3 separate regions of the Mus musculus genome follow, and regions 1 and 3 are each linked to region 2. The links are chromatin contacts, called in public HiCAR-type maps. All regions are on one chromosome and are shown on one strand. Each heading gives the region's core, a stretch centred on a gene start, on an enhancer-like site or on the middle of the called end of the contact. The rest is flanking DNA. Distances are from core to core; before and after follow the strand shown.

Region 1 (2,700 bases), core at 97-2,596, 1.1 Mb after region 2:
GTGTCTTTTGCCTTACAGAAGCTTTGCAATTTTATGAGGTCCCATTTGTCAATTCTTGATCTTACAGCACAAGCCATTGCTCTTCTATTCAGGAATTTTCCCCCTGTGCATATCTTTGAGGCTTTCCCTCACTTTCTCCTCTATAAGTTTCAGTGTCTCTGGTTTTATGTGGAGTTCCTTGATCCACTTAGACTTGACCTTAGTACAAGGAGATAGGAATGGATCAATTTGCATTCTTCTACATGATAACCTCCAGTTGTGCCAGCACCATTTGTTGAAAATGCTGTCTTTTTTTCCACTGGATGGTTTTAGCTCCCTTGTAGAAATTTTCTTAATAATTAATTTTTATTTTAACATAATTATATTTAAGAGGTAGAGGTGAGACTTTGTCCTGATTTTAGATTTTCAAAATTTAAAAACAAACAAACAAACAAACAAAACCTGAAGTCTGGACATACTTACAGGCAGTCTGAGGTGAATGTCAGAGGTCAGGGTCTCAAGCCCGTAGCCTCCCATAGGTAAAGCCAGAGGTAAAGCCAGAGAAGTAGAGACTACAAAGTGGTCCTCCCAAGGGGCTTATTGGGACTCCAAGGCAGGATTTCCCTCTGCCCTTGACAAACCTCCTCCATGGCTCACGAGCTGCAATTCAGTTCAGATCTCACTGCACAGAACCCAAGACTGGACATCCCCACTACACTCGTTTTTCTATGGTCAATGTGGTTTCAAGGCTGTGCTGGACACTGAGTAAGATGAGGTGAATTCTGACCAGATTCACGGGAAGAGAAATGCCATGGGCGCACTCCCTGATGCCACTGTGTCGTTGTTTGTCAGGTTCAAAGGGGGCGTTTGGGACAAATGGAACTCTTCTTCTATTCTAGGTAACCCCCACTTCCCACCCCACCCAACTATGGCATTCTCCTGCTGAGGCTACTGAAGCCTCAGGACCAGGAATCTGCCATGAACTTAGCCTTGTCAGGGTGACTATGGACCACAGTCACCGTGGAGTAGGCACAGCAAAGCCGGCTTTCCAAGCCAAGGCTGCCTCGCCGGGCTCACCAAGGTGCTGCACGAGCCGACCCGCGTTCTGACAGAGGCCCACGCGCCAGGGCGGGGCTTAAGCGAGCCTCTTTAAAAGCTCCTGGGGCGGGTCCCGCCCCCACCTCTCGTCATTGGCTCTCTCCGTAGCGGCCTTGTTCCCATAGGTGCAGGGGGCGGGGGCTGAGTGAGACAGGCGTGGGGAGGGGGGCTTCACCTCAGCGGCTCCGCCCTGCTGGAAGAATGACGTGCGGTTAGGCCTGCGGGGTGACAGGCTCGCCCGGGCGCTGGTGCGGCGTCCCTGGAGACTCGGAGCCCGCCCTCCCGCCCGCCCGCCCGCGCGCGCTTCTCTCGTGGACGGCGGCGGCGGCGCGCGCGCGCGCGAGCGAGGGTGGAGGTGGCTCGTGCGTGCGTGTGAGTGAGCGCGTGTGTATGTGTGAGAGAGCGTGTGTGAGTGTGTGTGCACGCGCGCGTGGAGCCTGGGTACCGGTGCCCGACTGACTGCCTTCCACACCCTGCCTACTCCGCGCCTCCTTCCTCGCCTCTCTCCCGCCCGGCGGGCTGCCATCGTTGAGAGAAGGCCGGGGGACACAGGTGTGCGAGGCTTGCGGGACCGCTGGAGACAAAGGGGGCGCGGAGGTGAGCCCGCCATGGCCTCCCGGAGCCTGGGGGGCCTGAGCGGGAGCCGCGGCGGCGGCGGCGGCGGCGGCGGCAAGAAGAGCCTGAGCGCCCGCAACGCTGCGGTGGAGAGGAGGAACCTGATCACCGTGTGCAGGTGCGGGGCTGCGGGCGCCGGGCTGAGGGAGGTGCTGGGGCTCGGCGCTGCGGCCCGTGCCGCGCGTGTCCGCGGGCCAGCGGGGCCCTGCAGAGGGGCGGGAGCCTCTCCCCGCGAGGCCGTGGGCTAGCCCTCGCGTCTCAGGGTCCTCGCTTGGAGGCTGCCCGGGGAGGGCCGGGGCGGAGCCGGGGAGGAACCGTTTGGAACCGGCCAGCTTGCGTCTGAGGAGAAGAGGGCGGAGGAAGAGCAGCATCCAGCTGCTGTAGTAGTTACTGAGATGTCCCCAAATCCCTGTGCGTTCTCTTGCTGTCGCTTGTTGGCGTACGCATTTTCACTCCTCTCCCTCGGCCCTTATCTGTATTGGGTATCTAAGTCTTGTCAACTACAGTGCTTGTGCAATTGTGGAAGACTCCTGGTCAGTCCTTTTGGGCATTTATTTAAGTGCTTCCTGGTTGTAAATGTAGCCCTTCCTCCAGGAATTATAGAAATAGATCATCACTATCTATAAATCAAGAATTCAGAAAAAAACTGATTTTGAACAAGCTGATAAATTTTCTTTAAGTCTTATAATATTCTAGGCATCCATCTCTTAGTAACTACTCAGAGCCAATACGCTCTGTTAAAAATGATTTTGTTCCATCATACTGGTTAATCATCAACTACTGATAATTCTCTTGTTATCAGGTAAATGATGAAACCTTTCCTGCCTCTCTGGCTTATGTCTATTTTTTTTTTTCCTTATGTAAAATCGTGGCTAGCATCTTAAGCAGATTGCAGATATCTGTAGTAGGAATGACATTCAGTATTTAAGCAACTTTTAAAAAGTTGGATTCTAATGAATGCTCATCTTTCAGGAAGAGCTTTGCTCACAGTTTGCATTGTAAGTGGTA
Region 2 (2,700 bases), core at 67-2,566:
GATGGAAAAATTAATGAAATTTCAGTTTTGAAACTGAGCACAACGCATTTCTAGTCACAGAATGATAAGCTGGGGTTTTTCCTTTAGGAAGCTATCTCTAGCTCCCGGTCTATTGAAGCTATTTCCGTGTGCTGTTTTTCTTTTTTTTTCTTTTTTTTTTTTCTTTGTGCCTACGTCACCGATTTGAGGCATTTATTTATTTAATTTTAAAAAGAAAGAAAAGGTTCTGTGAAGACCCTCTTAACAAAAAAGTAGGACTAGAGAAAGATTAATGTGAAACTGGAAAAGGTTAGCTCCAAGGGGTCAGTGTGGTTGCACCGGAGGATAAGAAAGAAGAGACTATCTAAGCACTTCCCTAGAATCTTTTTCCACCTAAGAAATTTGGGAGAATGCGAAAAAGCAGCAGCCCAGCATTCTTGAAGGGGCGTGGCTTCTCTCAAGGGGCTATCCAATCGAATTCCTTCAGAGGGAGCTATCCCGAGAAGATTGATGAGCGTTGCTAGGAAACAGGAGCGTCTCCCTCCCTGCTGACCCAGAGATTGTGCTGCACAAGCCTCCCCAGGGGTTCGCAATGTGCAGTTGAACCGCGTGTGGGGCAAAGCTGCGTATCGGCCTCCTGGGTTCACTCGCTCACACTGCTCCCTCTTTCGCCGTCTCCTCCAAGAGTAGTCAGCCTTTTACATAGGGACCACAGGAGAGTTCTTACTAGGAATGACTGTAGGTCCCTGCCCACCCGCGTGCCGTGAGCCTTAGCAGAGCTTCAAAGTTGGAGCCACCTCCCACTCTACCTCCCCACGCCCCTTCACGCCACTGCTCCGAAATTCACCAACCTTTGTATGCATTGCCTAAGGACTGCAAACCTTGGGGCAGAGAAGCTCTCAACCCCGCCAGGCTTTCTGTATTGTAACCTTTGGGTCTAGGTACAGTAGCTCACTGAAGACTCTGCAGCTACACCCCTATAAACGGAGGGAAGAAGGGGGAAGGGAAAGGAGGAGAAAGGAAAGGAGAAGAATGAGGAGGAGAGGATGTCAGAAGGTCCGTGCCTCTCTGCCTGAGTCCCAGTTAGATGCGACTGTTTCTGCCTGGCCAAGGTGAAGGAAAGTTGCTTGTGAGCCCAGGAAGTGGGTTTGGCTGCAAAGAGGAGGAGGGCGCCTGGGCTCTAAAGCTCCCCTCCCTTCTGCTGAAGACCACTGGGTCCCCTTCTTCCCAACCTCCTCCTGCTCTTCTCCTCTAGCCCTCCCTTTTCCCACTCCTCCTTGACTCGGAGGCCTGGATGCTGGGCCACCGGGCAGTGGTCCAGCGCGCAGCCGGGCGGGGGCGGGGGCAGGGGGCACTGTGACAGGAAGCTTCGCGCACAAGTTGGCCATTTCAGGGGCAAAATAAGTTCTCCCTTGGATTTAGAAAGGACAAAGGCAGCAAGCTCCCTCTTTTGTGTCGGATGAAGAGGACCAACCATGAGCCAGAGCTTGGGTGCAGGCTCACCGCTGCCGCTACCACCGCGGTCAGCTTCAGTTCCTGCCAGGAGTTGACCGTGCGAGGTAAGCAGCCCAGAAGGGGACCTGCCCCTCTGGAGGGTGCCCAGCCAGGGCGCAGGAGCTCGGGTGCCGCGTGGGGCAGGCAAAGCGAGGAAAGTTGAGGCAGAGCACGGACCAGTCCCTACATATCTATCTGCCAGGGGGTGGAAAACGTGGGTCATAGGAGCAATGTGGGTGTGAGTGAGAGAGTGAGTTTGTGTGTGCGCGCGCTACTGTCCCTTCAAGAAGGGGCCAATTTCAGAGCATAGATCTGCAGCCAGAGAAGGAGAGGTAGAGGGACTAATTAGAGAGACAGGTCTCATTCTCCAACCGCCTCCATCCAGCTTTGCGCTTGGGGGTTTTATAAGGCTTTGTGCACAGGAACCCTGTGATGTGTGGCTCACACACTGGTAGCTGCATGTGGGTGTGGAGGTTGTCAGGCAGGAGGATAGCGGTCAGCAGGACCCCCTGGTGCTGCCAGGATAAGCTCCGCAGCCAGGGGCAGACAGAGGTTCACCCACCAGCAAACGTGCTTGGAAATTAGCCCTAACTCGCTGCCCTTTGCTCTTTTTGACTTGAGCCAAAAAAGAAATTCAAGAACCAGACTCAAAGCATATCTACCCATTGATCCTGTTCCATTTTCTTATCTGGCAGTGAGATAACTCGGAGAGGGCGGGAGATCCGTGGTCCAAAAATAGACTAGGTTATATAGCCAATAAGCTGATTCTTTCGGAATTTCACTTGGATTTCCTTCTAGTTCCTCTATGAGGTAAGAAACATTTAAGGGTCTCTTAAAGGTATAATACATTCAGAGAGCTGGTTTAAGGGAGTGAACAGATGCTTTCAAAATATCTTAGAGTGCTGCAAATTCTGAAGACAAAACTCCACCTCTCTCAAAATGTATGGTCACCAATTCAACTAATTTACTTATAAAATAGTTCTACTCCTGTTTGAACAGTAATAGGTATGTTATAGATACATTGAATATATACATGCCCAATGTAATCACACAGTAGTACAAAGCAAGTTATGATTTTTATGAGTTTTAGTGTTAAGCACCTCAGCAGTTGGTTGCTTAAATTTCTTTGTTCCTGGCCCCCAGGACTGCTTGTTTAGCAACTTTGTTGGGGTTAGAGGTGGGGTTAACATCCATCCCTTTGGAAATATTCATTTAACTGTCTTCATA
Region 3 (2,700 bases), core at 41-2,540, 1.4 Mb after region 2:
AAAGCTCAAGTTCTAATTATGTTAATATGTGTGTTATTATTATTTCATCCTGGTGAGCCTCTAACATTTGAGAGGGGCAGTGTCTTATTTAGGGCTTTATTGCTGTGAACAGACACCATGACCAAGGCAACTCTTATAAGGACAATATTTGCTTGGAGTTGGCTTACAGGTTCAGAGGTTCAGTCCATTATCAAGATGGGAGCATGGCAGTGTGGAGGCAGGCATATGGCAGGAGGAGCTGAAGGAGCTGAGAGTTCTATGACTTCATCTGAAGGCTACTAGGAGAAGACTGGCTTCCAGGCAGCTAGGAGGAGGGGGTTAAAGCCTACACCCACAGCGGTACACCTATTCCAACAAGGCTACACTTTTGAATAGTGCCACTCCCTAGGTAGGGAAAGCGGCCTGACAAAGTCGTTTTCCTTATCTATTACTGGTGCAGGTTTGAAGCTGACAGATATAGGAGGAAGCAAACATATCACAGAGTATCCGGCTGACTCACTCTTCACAAGTCTTCCTAGACCTCTGGGAGACATCTGATTCTCCTGGAGTTGGGTTAACCACTCTCCCTTAGGTATCAAAATTAAAATGAAATCAAATGTCAATTCAAAAAAAGGCGTGGAGAATGGACAGAGATGTCTCAGAGGTTTAAAACACTAAGTGTTCCTCCAGAGAAAATGAGTTGGATTCCCAGAACCCACAAAACCTTCTGTAACCCCAGTCCTAGGGACCCAACATTCTCTTTGGGCCTCCAACCATAGACACTGCATACACATGGCAGGTGCACAGACACACCTGTCAGCAAAATACTTCATAGGAATAAAAGCATTGAAAACCGCCTTGGGAAAATTCTTACCAAAAAGGCTTTTCTTAATTGCACCTCACAATGTGTGACTCACGCCCAGCACACAGTAGGCCCTCAGTCCAGATCTGTGGCAAAATTGACTTGTCCTGCACTCAAGGCATGGTCTCTTGGAAACACAAGAAATAGTAGTAGCTCGTGAGCAACCCTGTGGCTCTTCGCAGAACTTGGGGGCGAATTCGGGGTGCGGCCACTGTGCAGGTGACCTCCATCACCTCTCCTCCTTTGGTGTGCAGTCTACTTCTTGGGTTTTGGGTGGCTATGGTAGCGTCGCCTTAGAGACCAGCTAGCTGTGCGGGGAGGGAACTACATTTCCCAGCTACTCTGGTGCGCGCGGCCGGGTGCGGCGCGTGGGGCAAGTGCACCACCAGGGCCCTGCGCACCCGGCTCTTTCCCCCCGCTGTGCTGGCCACCAGCCCGGGCCTCCGCCTGGGGATGAGGTGGGAGGCGCTAGAAGCCACTTAGCTACAGGCTGGCGCCCGAAGCGGCGCTCGCTCGCTGCCCCCGCCACCGAAGCGCTCGCCAGGCACAATGCAGCACTGAGGCCACGGAGGCTGCGGTAGCGGCTCGAGCTGGGAAGGGGCGGTTGGGAGGCCGAGCCCCAGGCCCGGGCAAGAGCAGCTGAGCGCCGCCACCATGCAGGCAGCGGCGGCCGCGTCCTTCTGGCTGCTCTGCGTCTTGGGGACCTGCCCCCTGGCGCGCTGCGGTCGGGCAGGTAAGTTCGCATTTGCCGGGGTTTCCAGGACTCTTTGGAGCCTGGAGGACCCTCTAAAAGCCGCACCCGCATTTCCACAGTGCGCCGTCGTTTATTTTTTATTTTTATTTTTTGAAGGTCGGCGAGGAAGGGGTGTAAGCACACATGTGTGGGGGACCCGAGGATGCATCAGCAATCTGGGGTCAAATGCTTTTTTTTTTTTTTTTTTTCTCTTTCCTCCTGCAAAAGAAGAGTCTCCTTCAGGAAAACGGGAAAGGGGTGCCCTGTTTCTGGGCCCAGAGATGCTCTCGAAAGAGCTGGTTCCAGGGCTTTCCAGCTGGTGTCTCTGCGTCCTTCCCAGTTAGGTCCAGGAGGGAGGAGGCGGGGAATAAGGTGATGAGGAGTGCAGGATGGAGGACTGTGGGTCAGGGTCATTATTTTTTGCTGTTTCTCTCTACTCCCTCCTTCCCTCCTTCCCTCCTTCCCTCCTTCCCTCCTTCCCTCCTTCCTGCCTGCCTGCCTGCCTGCCTGCAAGGAGTCGCCTCACTGAAAGGACTGGAGAGGGGGAAAGAAAACCGCTTCCTGGAGCGCCAGAGCATCATACCACTGCGCCTCATCTATCGCTTGGGCGGCGAGGATGAAACTCAGCACAACCAGCTCGACACGCGGGTGCGGGGCGACCCTGGCGGACCGCAGGTGAGTGGCGGGGTTCGGGAGATGGTCCTCCACACTGCCCAGGGACCCCGCGTTTGCTTAGGGTTGCCCTGGAAATGCGGTGTACCGGGTGAAAAGAGCACAGTCCTAATTTGATTCCTGCATGATACTCTTGGTGTAAGTGCAAAAAGGAGGAAAAAAGGAACCAAAAGAAGGGTAGGCCAATGTTTTGCAGACGTGCTAGGGGGTAGGGGTGGCATTGGATGCTCCTAGTAGCCCTGTAACCTGAGCTAGGGACAAGAGGCACAGACCCTATCTCCTTAGTCAAGTGAAAACTGCACGGGGTAGGAGGAGTCTATTTAGGCAGGATATGCATCACCATCTTTGTTGTTTTAACTCTGAGAGAAAACATTATAAACCAGGATGATTATTGTAGAAAGAAGAGAGGAGAAGAAAACTAGGCTGCTCTAAGAAACCAAACTAAAATAAACAA

The links. HiCAR-type assays count read pairs that join an accessible place to other places.
Region 1: a HiCAR-type map of astrocytes shows a contact between it and region 2, with 4 times the contacts expected there. The contact joins the promoter of Rundc3b here to the promoter of Grm3 in region 2. A contact is called at or near these places in 1 of 39 promoter capture datasets (cranial neural crest) and 1 of 115 datasets of contacts at active chromatin or transcription factors (astrocytes).
Region 3: a contact with region 2 is called in a HiCAR-type map of astrocytes, with 2.3 times the contacts expected there. The contact joins the promoter of Adam22 here to the promoter of Grm3 in region 2. A contact is called at or near these places in 1 of 39 promoter capture datasets (liver) and 1 of 115 datasets of contacts at active chromatin or transcription factors (astrocytes).

Annotation. Positions count from the first base shown.
Region 1 is chr5:8,621,598-8,624,297 of GRCm38.p6, reverse strand. Rundc3b (RUN domain containing 3B) reads left to right here and starts at 1,346. Exons shown (of 11, transcript NM_001347311.1): 1 at 1,346-1,810. The coding sequence starts at 1,686. All of the region lies in intron 2 of Abcb1a (ATP-binding cassette, sub-family B (MDR/TAP), member 1A), which reads right to left.
Region 2 is chr5:9,723,968-9,726,667 of GRCm38.p6, reverse strand. It overlaps Grm3 (glutamate receptor, metabotropic 3), which reads left to right and starts at 1,316. Exons shown (of 6, transcript NM_181850.2): 1 at 1,316-1,538.
Region 3 is chr5:8,366,750-8,369,449 of GRCm38.p6, reverse strand. Adam22 (a disintegrin and metallopeptidase domain 22) reads left to right here and starts at 1,290. Exons shown (of 31, transcript NM_001310440.1): 1 at 1,290-1,574; 2 at 2,089-2,249. The coding sequence starts at 1,496.